2 separate regions of the Mus musculus genome follow, and region 1 is linked to region 2. The links are chromatin contacts, called in public HiChIP or PLAC-seq maps. All regions are on one chromosome and are shown on one strand. Each heading gives the region's core, a stretch centred on a gene start, on an enhancer-like site or on the middle of the called end of the contact. The rest is flanking DNA. Distances are from core to core; before and after follow the strand shown. Region 1 has its middle 37 kb from the start of Gm11728. Region 2 has its middle 10 kb from the start of St6galnac2.

Evidence for each region. HiChIP or PLAC-seq counts read pairs in DNA pulled down with a chosen protein or histone mark.
Region 1: a contact with region 2 is called in an H3K27ac HiChIP or PLAC-seq map of embryonic stem cells, with 9 read pairs. The contact joins two enhancer-like sites. A contact is called at or near these places in 1 of 115 datasets of contacts at active chromatin or transcription factors (embryonic stem cells) and 2 of 9 other capture datasets (adipose tissue and pancreatic islet).

Annotation. Positions count from the first base shown.
Region 1 is chr11:117,000,271-117,007,048 of GRCm38.p6, forward strand. No RefSeq gene overlaps it. Among named protein-coding and RNA genes, the nearest start is that of Gm11728, 37 kb to the right of the region's middle. Within about 2 kb of position 1,726, at least 15 of the 459 cell types and tissues checked have an H3K27ac peak or open chromatin away from gene starts, as enhancers often do. A contact at or near this core is called in embryonic stem cells, where this site is marked.
Region 2 is chr11:116,702,123-116,708,106 of GRCm38.p6, forward strand. No RefSeq gene overlaps it. Among named protein-coding and RNA genes, the nearest start is that of St6galnac2, 10 kb to the left of the region's middle. Within about 2 kb of position 3,464, at least 28 of the 459 cell types and tissues checked have an H3K27ac peak or open chromatin away from gene starts, as enhancers often do. A contact at or near this core is called in embryonic stem cells, where this site is marked.

The DNA of each region.
Region 1 (6,778 bases), core at 476-2,975, 300 kb after region 2:
GTGCTCTAAACTGAAGTCCCTTTCCAGTTGGTGTCCCAGGGCTGCTGGCTCTGTTTAAAAAGGAAACTTTAGGTGTGGCAGAAAACCATTATTATACAAATCAGCTTCTCACTTTCCTTTCTGTCGATGAATCAGCTTTTCCCTCTGGGGGTCGGGGGAGGGGCTGGCAAGCCTGCAGGAGGGACTTCACCGGGAGATCCCACCTGGATCTACAACATCCCCAGGGACCAGAAGAGAATGAGGGCTCCTTTGCATCCATGCAGAATTTCTGCAAGAGCTTTGAGACCTCCTGATCCCCACAGACCAGCTGGTTTCTTCACAGAAGTGACTTCACCTGACTCAGTAGATTCCTCTCCCTCCCATCTGAACCAGGTTGCTTCTGCCATCCACGAGTGGCCCACCCCACCAAACAGACAGACATTCTGTAAAACTCAGGGCTGCCATTAGACTGAGCTAGAGGGATGTCTGAGCCCCGATGAATCAGGACCCAAGCCTGCCCTCCCTTAAGACCCCAGGTGTAAAGTGTGTGTCTGTGGGAGGGTCTCCCAGACCATCTTCCTTTCTGATCAACCAGCTACAAATTTGGGGTTACCTCCTTTTTAGGTTCAAAGTGCTCCCTCAAAACGGCAGTGCTGGCGAGAACATCCCAAACGAAAGGACTGACGACCAGGAAAACAAAAGGATCATTGCTAGATAAACTGAGGCCTAAATTCAGCACTCCTCAAACTGGGCTGTTTGCTAGGAACCTCCTTTAATCTCCCAAAGGCCAGTGACCTCTGGCAAGCGTATCTAGTTCTCAGTCAGAAAGGCCTGTGTCCGCTCAAAGATCCACTTCTGTCAAGGGTTGGGTCAGGAAAGGGGTTTTTGAGCTAAAACCCCCTTGCGTTTCTGACATTTTGCTTCTCTGCCCCTCTCCCCCGTGGTTTGATTCCCCAATAATCCTTTCTTTCTCCATGAAGTGGTCTCGTTTGGTGGTTTCAAGCCCACTCCCTCATGGGACCTCATGTCCCATCCCGTTTACACACAGAACCAGCTAGATGCCTTTCAGGAGCGGCAGCTAATCCTCTTTCCTGCCCCTCACTTCCCCACCCTAGAAGCCTGTGATTACATAGGGCCAGGTTATCATGTATACAAAGCCTCTCTGTGGTGGTATTTACAGGGACTAAAAGGTGGGTTTCTTCAGGGTTGATTCCACTCATCCCCCACCCTCACCACCCATCCCCCCTCATCCTCTCCCCCCCACCCCCATCACCCATCCCCCCTCGTCCTCTACCCCCCCACCCCCACCCCATCACCACACCCTAAGCCTGGTACCTGGTGACTTTCCTGACCCCTGATTCCAGATTTGCTGGTTCTGGACAAGAGGTAGCTGTGTCTCCTTGGCATGCTGGAACACTAAGTCCTGAGCACCAGAATTTGTCACTGAAGGAGGAAGCTAAAGCCATGATTCTGTCTCAGGATCAGTGGCATGGGCAGAGCTACCTAAGATGGCAGGCTATTATCACAGGCTGGGCTCTGGGGGTGGGTGGGAAAAGACTCAGTCTTTGGTTGTCCTCCCCTCCTCTTCCTGCACCTAACCACACATGGGACCTGCATGAATGAGCGTGGAACACAGAGTTGGCCACCCTTTCCACAATGGAGGCTGTTGTTACTGAGACAGACTAGCCACTCACCTTTGATCTTTATCTCCTGCTCTGTTCAAGGGCCTGGGCGATTCCCTGGGCCTCCGCCTGCAACTGAGCAGGGTTTGTTTCACAAAAGCCAAGGTCAGAATGCTAAGTGCAGAACCAGTGGAGCCCAGGCTCTCCCTTAGGGAGCCCATTCATGATGCTGCAACTGCTCACAGAGGGCAAGCTTTCTAAATCTCCCCAGGTACCCTAAGAGTTAAAGGACACCCCGACATCCTCCATGTGAAACACAAGCAGGCCAGAAAAGTGAAGTGATAAATTCAACATTATACAGCTGTCCAGCCACAACCAGGATTCACATAAGGTCTTTCCAGTTTGTACCATTCATTACCTAGAGCAAAAATCTCTTTAATAGACACCCAGACTGGTTACATGTTTAAAGATAGGTGTCTGGCTGCCAGTGGCCTTGTCCGCTTGAATCTTCGGCACAATAAAAAACCACACTTTTAAGTCCCAGACCAGTGTCTGAATGATAGCTGGGTCACTCTTTTGGCTGTCTACCATTGGCAGATAGACCACATGTCTCAGCCTCAGTTTCCCCTATGTCAGAGTGGAGTGTTACCCGCAGCCAGGGAAGTACTCAGCCGAAGGGCACCTTAGACTGGGAGCTGAGTGTGGGGCTCTACCACCTAAGAAAATCAGAGAACAAAGACAAGTGAGCCAAAATCGGGGTGCAGGAGGCAGCTCTGCCAGGGCTTCTCCTGCTGCTCAGAGTCTCAGGATGCCCCCAGGCCTGTTGACCTCGGGGGTTTTACAGGCTGGAGAACTGTGTGGCTGTTCATTGAACCCGGGGTGGGCTTTTACAGAACAGCGGGAATATATTCCTGCCTGCTTTTCCCTGTGTTGGTGAGTGTGTAGGGGGGCGGGAGGGGATATGGGGGGGAATATGGGGGGGATATGGGGGGGGACATGGGGGGGATATGGGGGGGATATGGGGGGGATATGGGGGGGATATGGGGGGATATGGGGGGGAATATGGGGGGGATATGGGGGGGGAGTGTGTGTCCTCAACTCTTGCCTTCAAAGGCCACCTCAGGTTATTTCCTTCTCCAGGAGACTTTGGCTTTGTTGATGTTATTTTATTATTCTTGATTATTTCCTTTTTTTAAAGATATATTTATTTACTATATGTAGGTACACTGTAGCTGCACCCGCACACCAGAAGAGGGCGTCAGATCTCATTACAGATGTTTGTGAGCCACCATGTGGTTGCTGGGCATTGAACTCAGGACCTCTGGAAGAGCAATCAGTGCTCTTAACTTCTGAGCCATCTCTCCGGCCCCTTGATTAGTCTCATGTATGCCATGGCTAGGCTGGCCTCAAACTGGACATTGAGCCAGGAATGACCTTAACTCCTGAAGTTCTACCTTCTAAGTGCTGAGGCTGCCGGCACATGCCACTTTTCGACGCTTATGGAAAGCGGAGGATTGAACCCAGGGCTTCTTGCTCACTAGGCAAGCTGAGCAATTGGCTCAAATGTACAACCCTCGCAGGGTACACCCTCAGGAGAGCGTGGGACCCAGATGAATCTCGCAAACTATTTGGAGAGGAGTCTGAACATAGCGCAGCAGGGGCTGGGGTGAGGGGTGTCTAAGGTAATATTCTGCATTTGCACTGACCACATAAACTCACTCAGCCTCCCTTTAAATGTGACAGATAATGGTCACTGTAATCTCAGGCTTCCTGCTGGGGGTCAGTGACATCCTTCATTGTTCTTGTACAAATTAATAGTGTGGCCCATCCCTGGTCACTATGACAACGGCCCTCCCCTCCCCCGCACTTTTGTGAGCATGAAATGGAATTTATCGGAAATGCTTTCGATCGAACCCCAGATAAGCAGAACAGAGAGCGAAATTACCAGAATCCTCAGCACCTCTGAGGGAGGGTCTTTGTTTTTAGACCGGTTCAGTCAGTCCCATGAGAGACCCAGAAGCCTCCACCGAAAAAGACAGAGCTAATTAAGGAAGGCTGCAGAAGTCGCCGTGGCACAGCGGGTCCCACTCACAGCCCATGACACCTTGATCAGCCCAGAGCTTTGCAGAAATGTCAAAAACAATGAGATTTTCTTTTTCTCCTACTCCCCCCGGCATCTCTTGCTTCCCACTTCAAATTGCCTTTCTACAATTCCTGACTCAGAGGGGTACAGAACGGGTCTAGCTCCAAAGCAGCAAACCCAGGGCTCCCCGAACTGGAAGCTACCGTCAAGGGGCTCAAGGAGAGGTCTGCTGCAGACAGGAGCATGGAGAACCAGGCGTCCCCAGCTCCCAGCAAGGAGCTGGACACACTGGAAACAAAGGTGTGTTGGTGTTCCAGTCAGGCCTGCTCCTGCCCACCACCCCCCCCAAAAAAAGAGCAAAACAAAACAAAAATAAACAAAAACATAAAATAAAGTACACTTTTCCCAATTATGTAAGACTTAGAATTTGTAGAAAATTTGGCGTGGGTGTTGTACTCAAGAGCTCACTGCGGTGGACCTGCACAGGACAGGAGGAGGGGCTCCGTGAGGCTCCACCCTCCCCAAGGGACTATTGGAAGCTAAGCGCTGTTGGGGGACGGGCTACTTTCTTCAGTGATGCAGTACTGAGCTGTTGCTCCCCAATCTTCCACCCGCATTGGGAAGAAAGTCTAAACTCTGGGTCACACACGCACAAGAAGACATGGAAGTGGGGAGGGGTGCGTTCTAGTGGGAGAGGGGTAGAAAGGGGAGTCAGGGAGGCGTGACTGAATTTCATTATAAAAGCCTACGAAATTGTCAAATAATTTAGAAGAAGAAAAAAACACAAAGTCAGAGGGAACGCAATAAAGCCAATTAAAATCCTGTGCTCAATCCAAATTGCCACTACTTTGGGGGCACATTAGTCCCTTTTGTGTTACTAAAACGAAATGCCTGCTGTGGTCTAAAACCCATTTGGAGGCTGTTAAGTAAACGCCATGGTGGGCGGTAATGGCTGGAGAGGGTGTGGGGGTGGGTGAGCGTCCTGTGGGGAGAGGTTTGGAGTGGATTCACACTGTCTGGAGACCGTCCTTCTCAGGCTCCAATGTCCACCATCCCAAGTCAGCAGCATGTCCTTTCCAAGATAGGACCCTGAGGACTTCCCCTGAGGTTCTGCCTCTCAAGGCTCCAGGTTACCTCCGTGTGCTGTCCTGGGTCAAGCTCCCAGCACAGGAAATTCGGGGATGCTCACACATGGAAGGCACAGCCCACGCGCAGTGGGCACAGCCTCTCCGCCTTGCTCTTCCGTGGAACCTTCCCTGATGGCACCTCTCCTGTCCACAACACAGCACTATTTTGATTTTTGTATTAGAAATTCAAGGTTCAGGGGGAAAAGGGGGGGACAGATCTGAGTTCCCATCTGAAGATGGTTCAGGTGTAATATTTTGGCAATATTATGGGTGTGCCTGTATGTATGTGTGTGTGGTTATTTCAATTCTATTAATGGGCATGGGAAGGTCCATCTTATAATTGTAGGCAGGACCCACTCCTAGCTGGGATCCCAGACTGTATGAAAGTGAGCTGAGCCGAAGTCTGCATTCATCCATCTCTGCTTCCTCATTGTCAGCGTGCTGTGAGCACCTGCTCCAAGCGCCGTGGCCTTGATCTCCCCACAGTGACGGGTCGGACTTTGAACTGTGAGCTGAAATAAACTCTTTCCCCCTTACATCTCTTTTGTCAGAGTGAGTTTTATCACAGGAACAAGAAAAGTACCTTAGCCAGGGATGTCTTCGTTCACTGGGACTCAACAACTCCATCATAAGTGGAGGAATCTGGCTCAGAGAAGAATCTCAGATCTTTATTAATTACTTCTCTCAGTACTGGGACAAAATACCAGACAAAAGCTATTTAACAGTTGCTTCCATCATGTTACAGAGGTCACAGCTACAGGTGTCTGGGGTGGTCACATGGCAACCTCAACCTCAGTCAGGAAGGAGAGAGAGAGAGAGAGAGAGAGAGAGAGAGAGAGAGAGAGAGAGAGGGAGAGAGAGAGAGAGAGAGAGAGAGAGAGAGAGAGAGATGGATGGATGCTGGTCACATGGTATCCCCAGTCAGGAAGCAGAGAGAGATGGATGCTGGTCACATGACGTCCTCCGTCAGGAAGCAAAGAGAGATGGTTACTGGTGCCCTACTTTATTCCTCTTTTTTGTTCAGTCCAGGACCCCAGGGGACAGTGCCACCCACATTCACTCTGTGTCTCTCTCCTCTCACCCTCCCTGGAGTCACCCACAGGGTTTAGAGAGCTTCACTACCACCAAGGCTGACCTAAGTCCTGGTGCCCATCCAAATCAATCACCAGGGATGAGGTGAGTGGGCAGGGAGGTTCAGCAGCTGCCCTTCCGGCTACTCCCTCACCCCCAAAACCAGAACCCCTAAAAGCAGGGCTTCTAGCAGGGCACGGGTGGCATAACTGGGAGGTCACCCCATACTATTCCTTTCACTTAGGGTCCCCTCTGTACCAGCATTCTCTTTAGCTCTGAGCCTGGGACTCAGCACCATCAGCTTCCACAGTGTGCCCCAGTTTGTCTGAATGTGAGGGCAGACAGAACCAGACAACTGGCCTAGTCACTGTGCCTTAGAACTTCCTAGATAGCACACGGTCTCTAGAGTCATTCCTTCATCTGACAAGTGAGCTGAGGGACATCTTGGAACACGTCCCTACGGGTAAAGGGACACAGCTGTGACCTCATATGGTGTACCTATGGACTTGTGAGCATGGAAAGAGCATGAAGCTAGGGAGCCTAGGAGCCCCAGCTTCTAGAGACAGGAGTGGGAACCAGTGTATGGATGGCAACTGGTGTGTGTGGTGGGGGAGGTGGCTTTAGGTCAATCATACCCCATCTTATGTTTTGAGACAGAGTCTCTCAGCGGACCATGGGGTTCACTGCTAAGCCTAGGCTAGCTGGCTTCCCCAGTGCTGGGGTCACAGGCCACACACTACTGTACCTGGTCTTTTATGTGGATGCTGAAGCTTCAAACTCAGGTTCTAACGTCACCATCTCCCCAGCCTCGGAAAAACTTTGCTTTCCAAAAAACTAATTTATGTATGAGTGTTTTGCCTACATGTAAATTTCCATACCATTTGTGTATCTGGTAC
Region 2 (5,984 bases), core at 2,214-4,713:
TGTTCCACCATGTGAACCTCAAGGATGGAACTCATGTTGTCAGGCTTGCTACCTGGTGGCTTTTCCCGGCCGAGCCATGCCATTCACTGTCTCTTCTCCTTCAATGTTTATGACCACCCCTCCCCTGGTATAATTCTACTTTGTTGTTGTTATTGTTTTTTGTTTTGTTTTTTTCTTTTTTTTCTAAGACAGGGTTTCTTCCTTTAGCCCTAGCTGTCCTGGAACGTTCTCTGTAGGGCAGGCTGTCCTGGAACTCACAGAGATCCTCCTGCCTCTGCCTCCTAAGTGCTGGGACTAAAGTCATGCACCACCACTGCCTGGCTCCCTCAGTATACTTCTATGGAGACCGTCTAAGTTATCTGTATCAACTGCACATTCATTTTTATTGGGTGTTGCGGGATATTTGATCACACTGTGAACCCTGAGAACTAAGGCAAATCACAGAAAGATTTAACAGACTAGGATGTGCCCAGCTCTCAGGAGAAGAGAGTGGAAAGGGAAGCTACTTGAGGGGAAGAGAAAAGTGGCAGTTTTCCTGGGGCTGTTGCTGCAGAGAGAAAAGAAGTTAGACACAGGTGAAGACAGAATGAGCCAGAGAAGGAGCCCGAAGATTAGAACAGATTGCCAGAATTTTAGGCCAAGCAAAACAATTCAGGAGAAGCTCAGAGAAACCAGATTGAATCAGTCAGCTTGGAGAGGAGTTTGAGCCAGGAGAGCTGAATTAAACCAGGGAGCCAGAGATCTCAGAACGAACTAGAAAGGGTGAGTTTATTCAGCAATAAATCTTAGAGGCTGAAAATATTCTAGGCCTAGATTAGATTGTCTGGAGGGTAGATGCTTCCAGGACTAGGGCTAGGTTAGCAGGCAGAGGCAGTTGTTAAGGCAGTTGTTGAGGCAGTTGTTGCCTGTCTGGCCTGCCATTTTGTACTGTCATTAATGTCATAAGGAAACTTTCTCGCATGTTGCTTCTGCTGAACTCTCTGTACTAGGATGTTCTGGGCTTTGGTGTTCTTGGAAACCAATCACAACAGAAGTCACTTAGAACTGCATTGTATAGTGAGCCACAGTAAGCTTGGACATGAACCAACCACCGGGCAGCAATTCCTGCACCTGGGTATGAGCTTTTATGGTCTTCTGCTTTTTATAAGCTGCCCCTGGGATGAACTCCAACATAAGAGAGACATCTGTACCAGTATGAGAAGTTGTTTGAAATAAGACTTCCATTTTGATTAGGGGTTGAGTAAAGTTTAAGTTCCCAAGACCTCCCTGGGATCTGATGTCCTGCTTGGCAGAAAGAGAAGTGGGCACTGGTAATTAACATCCTGGTTGGCAAGTTAAGACATGAATGTTAGGCAAGGCAATTCCCCCACTACAGTTGAATACCCCAGATAATGGGAACAAGATAAGTGCACTGCAAAGACATTTTTTAAAAATTAATTTATTTTTTATTAGATATTTTCTTTATATACATTTCAAATGCTATCCCCAAAGTTCCCTATACCCTCCTTCCGCCCTGCTCCCCTACCCACCCACTCCCGCTTCTTGGCCCTGGCATTCCCCTATACTGGGGCATACAGAGTTTGCAATACCAAGGGGCCTCTCTTCCCAGTGATGGCCGACCAGACCATCTTCTGCTACATATGCAGCTAGAGATACGAGCTCTGGGGTACTAGTTGGTTCATATTGTTGTTTCACTTATAGGGTTGCAGACCCCTTCAGCTCCTTGGGTGCTTTCTCTAGCTTCTCCATTGGGGGCCCTGTGTTCCATCTTATAGATGACTGTGAGCATCCACTTCTGTATTTACCAGGCACTGGCATAGCCTCATACGAGACAGCTATAACAGGGTCCCTTCAGCAAAATCTTTCTGGCATATGAAATAGTGTCTGGTTAGCAAAGACATTTCTAAGGAAATCCCCTATCCTTAAATCCTGATTGATGGAATAACTTGGCACAGATGTTTATGGATCTTAGGTTTAAAAACCCTATTGGGTGTGTGGGTGGGTAGGGGCTGGTGAGATGGCTCAGCAGGTAAGAGCACTGACAGCTCTTCTGAAGGTCCTGAGTTCAAATCCCAGCAACCACATGGTGGCTCACAACCACCCATAATAAGATCTGAAACCCTCTTCTGGTGCATTTGAAGTCAGCTACAGTGTACTTACATATAATAATAATAATAATAGATTATGTTTAAAAGCCCTATAGGATTTTTTTTTTCTTTTTCCGGAGCTGAGGACCAAACCCAGGGCCTTGTGCTTGCTAGGCAAGCGCTCTACCACTGAGCTAAATCCCCAACCCACCCTATAGGAGCTTAATTCAATGCCTTAACCAACTCCCAAGTCTAGTGTGTGGCCCTGAATGATCAGTCTTGGGGTGTGGTTTTCAATGAACCACCCCTGTCTGGCTGAGAGAGATGGCTGAGTGGTTTGTACAACGGATCCCCAGACCCCAATAGCAGTAAGCCTCTGAGATGACAATTGCCTCAGGCAATTAAAAGTTACATTTACTATTGGGGAGTGTTGTTTTTCTTTGTTACTTTTATTTGAGGGCTTTAGTGTTGTTGCTGTAGGGTCAAGGGACAGCATGGCTTTGTATTCAAGGATGACCTTAAACTTCTGATCTTCCTGCTTCCTCCTCCCAAGTGTGAGCTACCACACCTGGCTTCCTGGTTTCTGTGGTGCTGGGGACTGAGCCAAGTACTTCCTGTGCTGCCCTTCCTGCTTGGATTGGAAGGTGTCTCGGGATCCAGGAGCCACCCAGCTCTGAGGTGGGGCAGTGTCCCAAGGGGCGGCCATCCTGAGACACAGGAGCTCAGGAACCCCAGAACGCTGAGATCGTTGACAGAGGTGGTACAGCTCCCAGGAAAGGGTACCCCCTGCCGAGCTGCTCAGGAACCTGAGCTGGGCTCCTTCTCTTCCTTTTTTTCCTCTTCTCTTTTCTTCTGATGAAAATCACATCAGGAAGCAAATCTCATAAAAAGAGGTTTATCAGTGGGCTCAGGGTGTAGAGGAATGAACCCGGGAGTGGCTGGTGGGGAACAGACAGCAGCAGGGAACGGGACTAAGCACAGCATTTCTATAGAAGTTTGGGGAGGCGGAGCTTTCTAAGGGAGATTTCCATTGGTGCGATTTCAAGTCCTGAGCTTGGAGGAGCTTGGGGATTGGCGAGTTTTCTTGTTCAGTGATTGGTGAGGTTTTGTGCTCAGGGATTGGTGACTTTTAGTCAGACTTTTCACCTGAAATTAGCATAATGGGGGGGTTCCTGTTGAGGGGCTGGAGATGACCTTTGTGACAGTTACAAAGGCTGGGGCGAGGGGTTTGGCTGCTGGAGCGCCCAGGCCAGGGCGGCCACTTTCCTGCCTGAAGCTTTCGGAAGTTTACAAAGAATACAAAGTTCAGGAAGGGAGTCAGGGCCGGGAAAGCCTTGAGTGGCACAAATATCCAACATCCGGGCCCTCAGCCCTGCTGCGGCTTTTTGAATCCCTGTGATACTCTGTGAATGGCCAGTGACATCGAACACCTTTTCCCGTGTTTATTTCCTATTTCTTTATCCTGATCGGGGAACAGTTGGTTCATGACATTTTGTCCATTTTCTAACCATATTTACACACACACACACATATTGTTTTTTTCGAGACAGGGTTTCTCTGTTTTTTCGAGACAGGGTTTCTCTGTATAGCCCTGTCTGTCCTGGAACTCACTTTGTAGACCAGGCTGGCCTCGAACTCAGAAATCTGCCTGCCTCTGCCTCCCAACTGCTGGGATTAAAGGCGTGTGCCACCACACCCGGCTCCAACCATATTTCTTAAGTTTTGAAGGTTCTGAAGTTGTTTGCTTGTATTGTGTTACGTATTTTGTATAAATACCATTCTTCTGTTGTCAAATACGGAGATTGCCATTTTATTCTGACTTTTTTGTTTGTTTGTTTGTTCTAGTAAACTCTTTCCAGAATAAAATAAAATCCAAGTTGCCAATTCTTTCTGTTATAGATTGTTTTAGGGGTGTCAAATCTAAAGCTCTTTGCTTAGTTTTGGATCTCAAATATTTTCTATTTTTTCCCCTTAACGTTTATTTTTGTTTGTTTTTAGTTGCATTTTACTGTGTGTGAATGCAGGTGCATGGACATGCCACATTGTGTCAGAGAACAACGTGCAGGGGTCCCCCACAATGAACTCAGGCTACTAGAATTGGTGGCTTTACTTGCTGAGGCAAATTGCCAGCCCTTTGTGGGAAGGTACAAGATTGTATTTCAGGTTTAAATGTGTGCCCCATTTTGCTCTGTCGTCTTGCTGTTACCATCCAGTTGCTCCACTAGAGCAATGAACAGGTTGTCTGGTGTCACGGGTAGCTCTCTCTTGTTTACGTTTTTTTTTTTTTTTCCTACTGGTAAGTGTGTTGCTCTTGTAGGTGGGAAGGGTTAAACCCCAAACAATAGTAGGGCTGACAGGTTTGCAAAGCAAAGCGTCATGGCTGACACAGGACCTAGTAAGGCTGCGGAGGTGACAGACAAGTGGCCTTATGCCCACCCAGAGTTTATGAGCCGGTTCCCATAATGTCATGGAGCCCCTCCTCTATCCGGTAGCAGCAGGAGGGAAAGATTTAGGTAAACACAGGGCTGGCATGAGGCACTTAGGTGGGGCTGGACACAGGAGAGGGCCCGGACATCTTTGTGTGACAACCACAAAGATCCCCCTCTAAAGCCTTTTTTGGTGGGGGGAGTGGACAACTTATCCTGCAAGCCAATGAGGGGGGTTTATCATCTCAGCCCCACCCTTAATACAGGTTTCTTTTGTTTTTCTTTTCTTTTCCTTTCTTTTCAGTTTTTGAGGCTCTCATTGGCCTGGAACTTGCTCTGTAGATCAGGCTGGCCTCAAACTCAACAGAAAGTCACCTGTCTTCAGAGTGCTGGGATTAAAGGTGAGCACCACCACTGCTGAGCTAGACCTCTTACAAACTCCAGGTCTCCGTATACCCCAGGAAGGGTGGAAGGGACTCCATTGCTGTTGGTTACTCTTGTCTTTAGCTCAATCTCAGCAGCAGGCTTTTGCCTCACTGAAGTGGGGAGCAGAATGCAGCAGTTCAGGCCTGATGCTGGCCTCAAAGACAAGACTCAGCACATGTTAGCAGGCCTCAGCGAGCTCGTTGCTTTGCTGGCTCCCCTCCCCTCAGAGGGATTTCTTTTGTAAGTTTCTCTAATGACTGGGTTTGTGGAGTTCTTTCCATGCTTTTGTTTTTGTTTTTCAGGGTCTCTTGTAGCCCAGATTGGCCTTGGACTCACTGTGTAGCACAGGCTGGACTTGAACTCTTGACTCTGTTTTCGAAAGAGGGTTTCTCTGTGTAGCTCTGGCTGTTCTGGGTGTAGACCAGGCTAGCCTCGAACTCTGAGACGTGCTTGCCTTAGCCTCCCTGACTACTGGGATTACCAACACTCACCTAGTGGTTCTTAAAAAAAAAAATCTCATTTATAAGGGGCTGGAGCAATAGCTCAGAGGTTAAGAGCACTGGCTACTCTTGTAGAAGATCCTGGTTCGATTCCTAGCATCCACATGGTGGCTCACAACCATCTGTAACTCCAGTTGCAAGAGACCCTGTGTCCTCTGTTGGATACCTCTTCTGGCCTTCCTGGGCTCTAGGCAGACATGTGGGGCACATATGTATGTGCAGGCAAAACATCCATACACATAAATTAAAGGCCTGAGGTCCCAGTCTTCCCACCAAATGCACTCCCAGCACCCCCATGACTGGAAGACCTCCATTAGACTCTACCTCTTTTTTTTTTTTTAAAGATTTATTTACTTATTATATGTAAGTACACTGTAGCTGTCTTCAGACACTCCAGAAGAGGGAGTCAGATCTTGTTACAGATGGTTGTGAGCCACCATGTGGTTGCTGGGATTTGAACTCTGGACCTTCGGAAGAGCAGTCGGGTGCTCTTACCCACTGAGCCATCTCACCAGCCCCTAGACTCTACCTCTTAAGGCAGCAGT